Linked DNA regions of Gossypium hirsutum: region 1 is linked to region 2. The links are chromatin contacts, called in public Hi-C maps. All regions are on one chromosome and are shown on one strand. The core of a region is the stretch at or near the end of the contact, and the rest is flanking DNA. Distances in the headings are between cores, read along the strand shown. Region 1 holds the start of LOC121215303 (tRNA-dihydrouridine(20) synthase [NAD(P)+]-like). Region 2 has its middle 6.1 kb from the start of LOC107950507.

Evidence for each region. Hi-C and Micro-C count contacts between places; a contact is called where the count stands out from the background.
Region 1: a Hi-C map of leaf shows a contact between it and region 2, with 2.1 times the contacts expected there. The contact joins the promoter of LOC121215303 here to the enhancer-like site in region 2. A contact is called at or near these places in 2 of 34 Hi-C or Micro-C datasets (both in leaf).

The regions. Positions count from the first base shown.
Region 1 is chrD03:3,757,450-3,760,396 of Gossypium_hirsutum_v2.1, reverse strand. It overlaps LOC121215303 (tRNA-dihydrouridine(20) synthase [NAD(P)+]-like), which reads right to left and starts at 1,576. Exons shown (of 9, transcript XM_041089632.1): 1 at 1,417-1,576; 2 at 1,203-1,308; 3 at 748-886; 4 at 1-31. The coding sequence starts at 1,461.
Region 2 is chrD03:3,626,006-3,629,079 of Gossypium_hirsutum_v2.1, reverse strand. No RefSeq gene overlaps it. Among protein-coding and RNA genes, the nearest start is that of LOC107950507, 6.1 kb to the left of the region's middle. Within about 2 kb of position 1,654, at least 3 of the 9 cell types and tissues checked have an H3K27ac peak or open chromatin away from gene starts, as enhancers often do. A contact at or near this core is called in leaf, where this site is marked.

The sequences.
Region 1 (2,947 bases), core at 327-2,826, 130 kb before region 2:
ATTGATATCTACGGCAGCAACATCTTTGCACCTGTAGAAAGATTGACTTTCACCGTTAAAAAGGTCAAAAAGAAATCCTGACTTTGCTTATATTAATTATTTCCAACATCATAAAAAATAGAATAATAATTTGCATAAAATAATCATATACTTGTTAGACAAGTAGTTGGAATGGAGCAATGATCAAATTATCATAATCACTTAAATTTTTGGAAAAAATAAAGACACCCCTTAACATGAATTATGCATTTAATAAATCAATCATCTATTGTCATGATAAACCGGAGTTATCAGGAGCATAACTAACATTGAAGAACAAAAAGCAAATTAACCAGCCCTAGGCTCCATGGATAAAGGATTAGTTTATCATAAAACTGATTCAGTTGCAAATGCGGGTGGATTCCAAATTTAACCATTATCAGTATAGTTATGGCTTGATAAAAAACCTTTGTGGATTCCAATAGCCTACAGCTCAAGCCATCTTCTGTATGCCGAAGAGAATTCTAAACTAGAGTTTTCCATAAGAGACAAGAAAGAAAGTCATTTGATGATAACACTTGAGAATGTAACACAATAAAAGGATCATTTTCTAGATTATCATTACGTAATTAATAGTACTCATCTAGAATAAAAATGACACGCATAAAAGGATGGTGCAAACAAAAGAGGGAGGGGGGGCAGTTCATGAGCATCATTGCAACTGCATGACAAGAAGAAAAAAGAATGCCAAACTGGTATAAAATTTACACTAATTGAGCAGCCTTTAGAGCCCTCACAGCATCAGAAGTGCCCATTTGAAATACAACCCGACCCTTCTCTTCATTACAGGTTCTAAAGACAACATTATCCGTTCCCTTCTCAACAAAATCAGTTGATCTGATATAATCTGCAAAAAACAATAATGGAAAAAGAAACAAATATGACTAAATCAAATCAATTTCAATCATCCGAGAGAAACAAACGGCAAAACATTAAAAGACGGTGCTATCCTCTTTCCAATCCTCTGTCTCACTTTCATTGAAAAAATAAAGTCTTTTATGAATTGATATTCCAATTATTTCGAAAAGCTAAAAGCATGTGCATGGCCATGAGATTAAAGCTAACCTTATTAAGGCAAAAAGAAGAAGAATAGTCCTAAAATTTGTTGCATTAACGGAATTATTCAGTAAGTTCAGAAAAGAAGAAAAACAAGTGTAACGTACCATTAACTATGCGCTCACATTTGATAATCTTGTGATCAATAATTTCCTCAGCGTATGTAATATCTGCACCGTAATCAGCCGCTAGTAATCTAAATGGCAGCGTTCCCTGGATCAACCAAGAAAAAGAAGTCCAATTACAAAACGAAATTTCAAAACGAAGAGATGAACTGATTAAGAAAGTGAGAATTTGGTAACGGGAGTTCAATTTACTTACAACTCGAACCATGGGAGCGAGAACGAGCTTGTTCTCGTACTCCATTGTTGCTGCTTCGGAGTTGACGGCAGATACGAGCAACAGTAGCAACAAAAACGCACGCAAAAATTGTGTGGAACGACTTTAAACGGCGAAATCCGGCGCCTGGCAACAGAATCAACTTACTTTTTTTAAGAATTGGGCTTCACCAAGAAGTAAGGCCTAAAACCCTAACTCTAAATCTCAAGTTCTGAGCCCATTAATGATGACACTAATTTGAAATCTAAAAAAAATCTAATTTATAAATAGAATTCTTCACGGCCCGATTTTGCCCGTTCAAGTTGCTCGAATTTGATTTGGACAAAAAATTTTAAGTTGATTTAAAATATAGGTCAGATTTGATTTTCAATATTTAAGGTCGAGCTTAAGCTTCGTTTATTTCACTGAAAATAATTTTTAAAAAATATTTTTTAAAATTGATTTACTTTTTTTGGAAAAAGCTAATATTTTTTAGTGTTTGAATGAATCTGTGTAAAATATTTTCTTTTGTTTGATAAATTTACTGAAAATATTTCATAAAAATTATTTTCAATGAAACAAACATGCATTTGAGATTTTCTTATTTTTTATTGCTTAATTGAGTTTATTTTATATCTATAAATTTATATTTTATATTATTTTTGCATATACTAAAAATATTTTGTTAAATTCAGATCCATTACAACATCATTTTTTAGTTACATGACTAACAAGTGGGTATTTTTATTTAAAAATGTGAAATCAACAAAATTGACAATAAAATTTTAACAATGTTAACAATTGAACTTGATTATCAAATCTAAAAAGTAGAGAGAATAAATTCTTGAAAATAAAAGTATAGGGATTAAATTCTAAATTTTTAACGAGTACATGGACTTATGGCATATTTTAACATTTATACTACAAAACATTTATTATCAATATATTTATAATTTTAATAAATATTTATTATTAAAATATTAAAATTAAATATTTTCAATAATATGTGAAGAATATTATTTAAAATTATTTTTTAAAATTTATTATTAAAATAAAATTTAAATATTAAATAATTTATTAAAATATTAAATTATATTAATAATTTATTATATAATTAAATATAAACCATTAAATACGTATGTTTAGTAATATTAAAAATTATAATATTTTAAATATTTTTAAAAATAAAAATAAACTTTATTATCAATATAATAATATTAAACTTTATTTAAGTTAATTTTTATATCAAAATAAAATTACTCATAGAGGATCTCTTTTCCGGAAAATGACTTACGCTTTTCAAAAGGGTAAGTGAAAAAATGTTGATCTATAAGTCATTTTCCGTTAACCAATCTGTTTTCTATGAAACAAACACAAGAGAATATAGAAAATATTTCCCGTAAGTAATTGTCAGTAAAACAAACGGAGCTTTAGTCTAATCTAACTCTTTCCAAATATTGCAATATATTATTTTAGTGATTTTTTTCCCATAAAATTTATATATATAATATTATAATGTAAATTAAAAAATGCT
Region 2 (3,074 bases), core at 405-2,904:
AGATCCACATAAACCAAAAGAAAGGCCACCCAAGCCGAGCAGTTTAAGGCTCTATTTGGGCTTGGAATCCTACACTTAACTAAAACTGAGATCATCAACAAAAACAACATGGGTTATGGCTTGTACATAACTTCATACAAACATATTTTCTGAAGCTGGAACTTACGTTTAAAGTGAGATTTTATTATAACACAATCTCGTGAGATTCTTTTTAAGTCAATTATTATAGTTTAAAGATAAAAATGAGAAGATTGTAGTTGTTTGTTCGAGCCACGTCATAAATTAAGAAATTGTGCAGTGACTTAGAATCTATTGAACCGGTTATCGAATACACTACTTTATTCTAGAAATCAATTTCTTATTAAAACCATAGTAGTCAGTATCGTACCAATACTAGTTGCATCGGTTGGTACATATCGTTCTAGTCCAAAACTGGTACTAAATAGTCTATGTTTTGTTCTGGTCAAAATTTCGATGTGCTTCGGCCATTTCGATGCGTTTCAGCCCGTTTCGGTCAATACCGGTGCATACTGATACAAAAAATTGATATTTAATCATTTTAATTTTTCTATAATTATATTTAAAATTAAAAGCTACTAAATTGAATTATTGAACCTAATTAATAATTTTATATTTTATATTTACATATAAATATATTTATATGGATGTAATTGAGATATATCTGCATGCATGTATGTATAACGTATAATTTATTTTTTATCAAAATAATATATAATTTATCAAGAAACTAAAAATAAGAATATATATATAATATATAAAAGCATTGATAAACCTGAAACGGTACACCAAAACATGCCGGGATCAGTACCAAGACAAAAACAATACATCTATCGATACAGTACTGACTACCTTGATTAAAACCAATTGAGTTAGTTAAAAGATAAATAGTATACATATTTTTAAGTAACATAACTTATGTCAACCACGTATGATTTCCTTAAAACAAAGTGAGTAAAGGATTTTTATGGCATTGGTTTCCAGCTCCAATAGCTTTAAACATGGAGCTTTGAAACTTCAATCTCATACTCAATACCTATAACATTTCATGCCCTAATGTCTGATTATCATAAATGGAATGTAAAGAATGTATGAAAGATTGAGATCTTGTAAGGAAAAAAACAGGCAAACATAGCTGAAAAACCAGATCAAGAGAAATCATTATCAGTTTCTTTCTTGCTTTTTGAAGTGAAGTTGTCTGAATGTTTAAAAAAAAACAAACCATTGCAAACAAATACCCTGTCAAGAGCAACCAGGCAAAGAGATAATTCCAAACAATGCCTACATGGTAAAAAAAAAAAGACATCAAAGCCTGCAAAAACAACCTTTGTCTTGTCTTTTGTCAACTTCTTACAACATTAATGCAATAGTCCCCCCCCCCCCGCCCCAACTGTTCCAGAAACAGCAGAGACAAAACCCAGTAAACAACATTAGTGCATTCAAAAACAAAAAAAGTGAATCTCTTAATAAACCTGAAATTATGAACCCCCTAAAAAAACCTGTTTATTTTGCACTATCTTTAGTGGTTTTCCAATTCAATTTTGAAGCACATGTTTTCACAGTATTTAGGTCAGAATGCTCCTTTGTAAGCCCACAGGCTTCGTGTTGGGGTAATACTGCAAGTGGATAAGACATGCCCTCTCACTGGCCCATGGTCCCCCTATTAATGTGTCCCTCCAAGTTGTCTATGGAGTCATGTATGGACCACCCTTACCTGTCTTCATTTTTCTATTTTTCTACATACAAAATACGAGTAGAGGTGAAATCAGAAAAATGAAAACGCAATTTTATTTTTATATTAATAAGTAATTTTATGATTTTAAAAGAAAACTAAATTTACAATTCTGTCATTCTGAGAATCAAAGTTCGTACCTGTCTTCTTAGATCCCAAAGTTCTCTCAATTACATCATTTTACATCAATGGCGGAATGTGACATTGAGTTTTAAAGGGATAATTAAAATTTTTAAAAAAATCAATATTTAATAGTAAAAAAAATTTAAAGATCGACACCAAAACAACCTTTTCAAAACAGTTGCATGTTATCAAGGGGCTATAGTCTTGTAATAAGTAGAAATATCTGAGATCTCATGTCTTGTCCATTTCATCACTTATTATTACAATTAGCAACTATTTGTTAGGAAGAAAAAATCTCTTGTGACAATGAGACATAAACTGCTAATCAAATAATTTTTTGAGTTAAGCTTCTTCCATCAGACACAAATGGAATCTTTTCATTGTATTTGGTTTTTGTATGAAGGCACACATTAATATTCAATTTGGTACTTCAAGTTTATTTTGTTCCATTTAAGTATTTAAATTTGTTTTTTGATTTAAATTAACATCTAAACTTGTCTTAATATGTCAAAATAGTTCAAACAACTAAGTACTAATTTGGACCGATAAGCCAAGTACAAGTACAAGTATCTAATTAAACAAAAAAAAACTTTAGATATAATTTTAAACCCCAGAATCAAATTTAAGTATCAAAATGTATATTTACTCAAAAATTTAGAAAGCAAAATTGAATTATGAATTTGGGGAGGCTAAAAGGTAATTTTCTATTATATTAATTTATAATTTTATGATTTTTCAAGAGATTTAAAAATAATTTTTCTATTTTAAGAGGCCAAAATTACTATCTACCCCTTAAAATCGCATACAAATAATAACCTTTCAAATAACTCTCATCGAACTTAATTATTACAAATTATGATTAAACTAATAATTTAAATACATTCAAACTTAAAAGACTAAATCTACACTAAAAAGTAGTGATTAATCAAGCTAAATATCCCAAAAAAAACTCAGTTTTTAACTGAAAAGGACTGCAAAAACCTTTGTTAAAAGCAGAGATTCTTGATGATGACCAAGCAATTAATTATTATAATTATTATCATTAAATGACTCTAATGTATACAAGTTATAAGTAACAGTCAATGGACATGCAGCTTTTGGGTTTTGACTTCCATTGGGTAAGAGAAACTTTAGACAGAAGATCAAAAAATAAACCAAAATGTCAGATACCCTTTATTCATAATTAGTGGTATGTATAAAC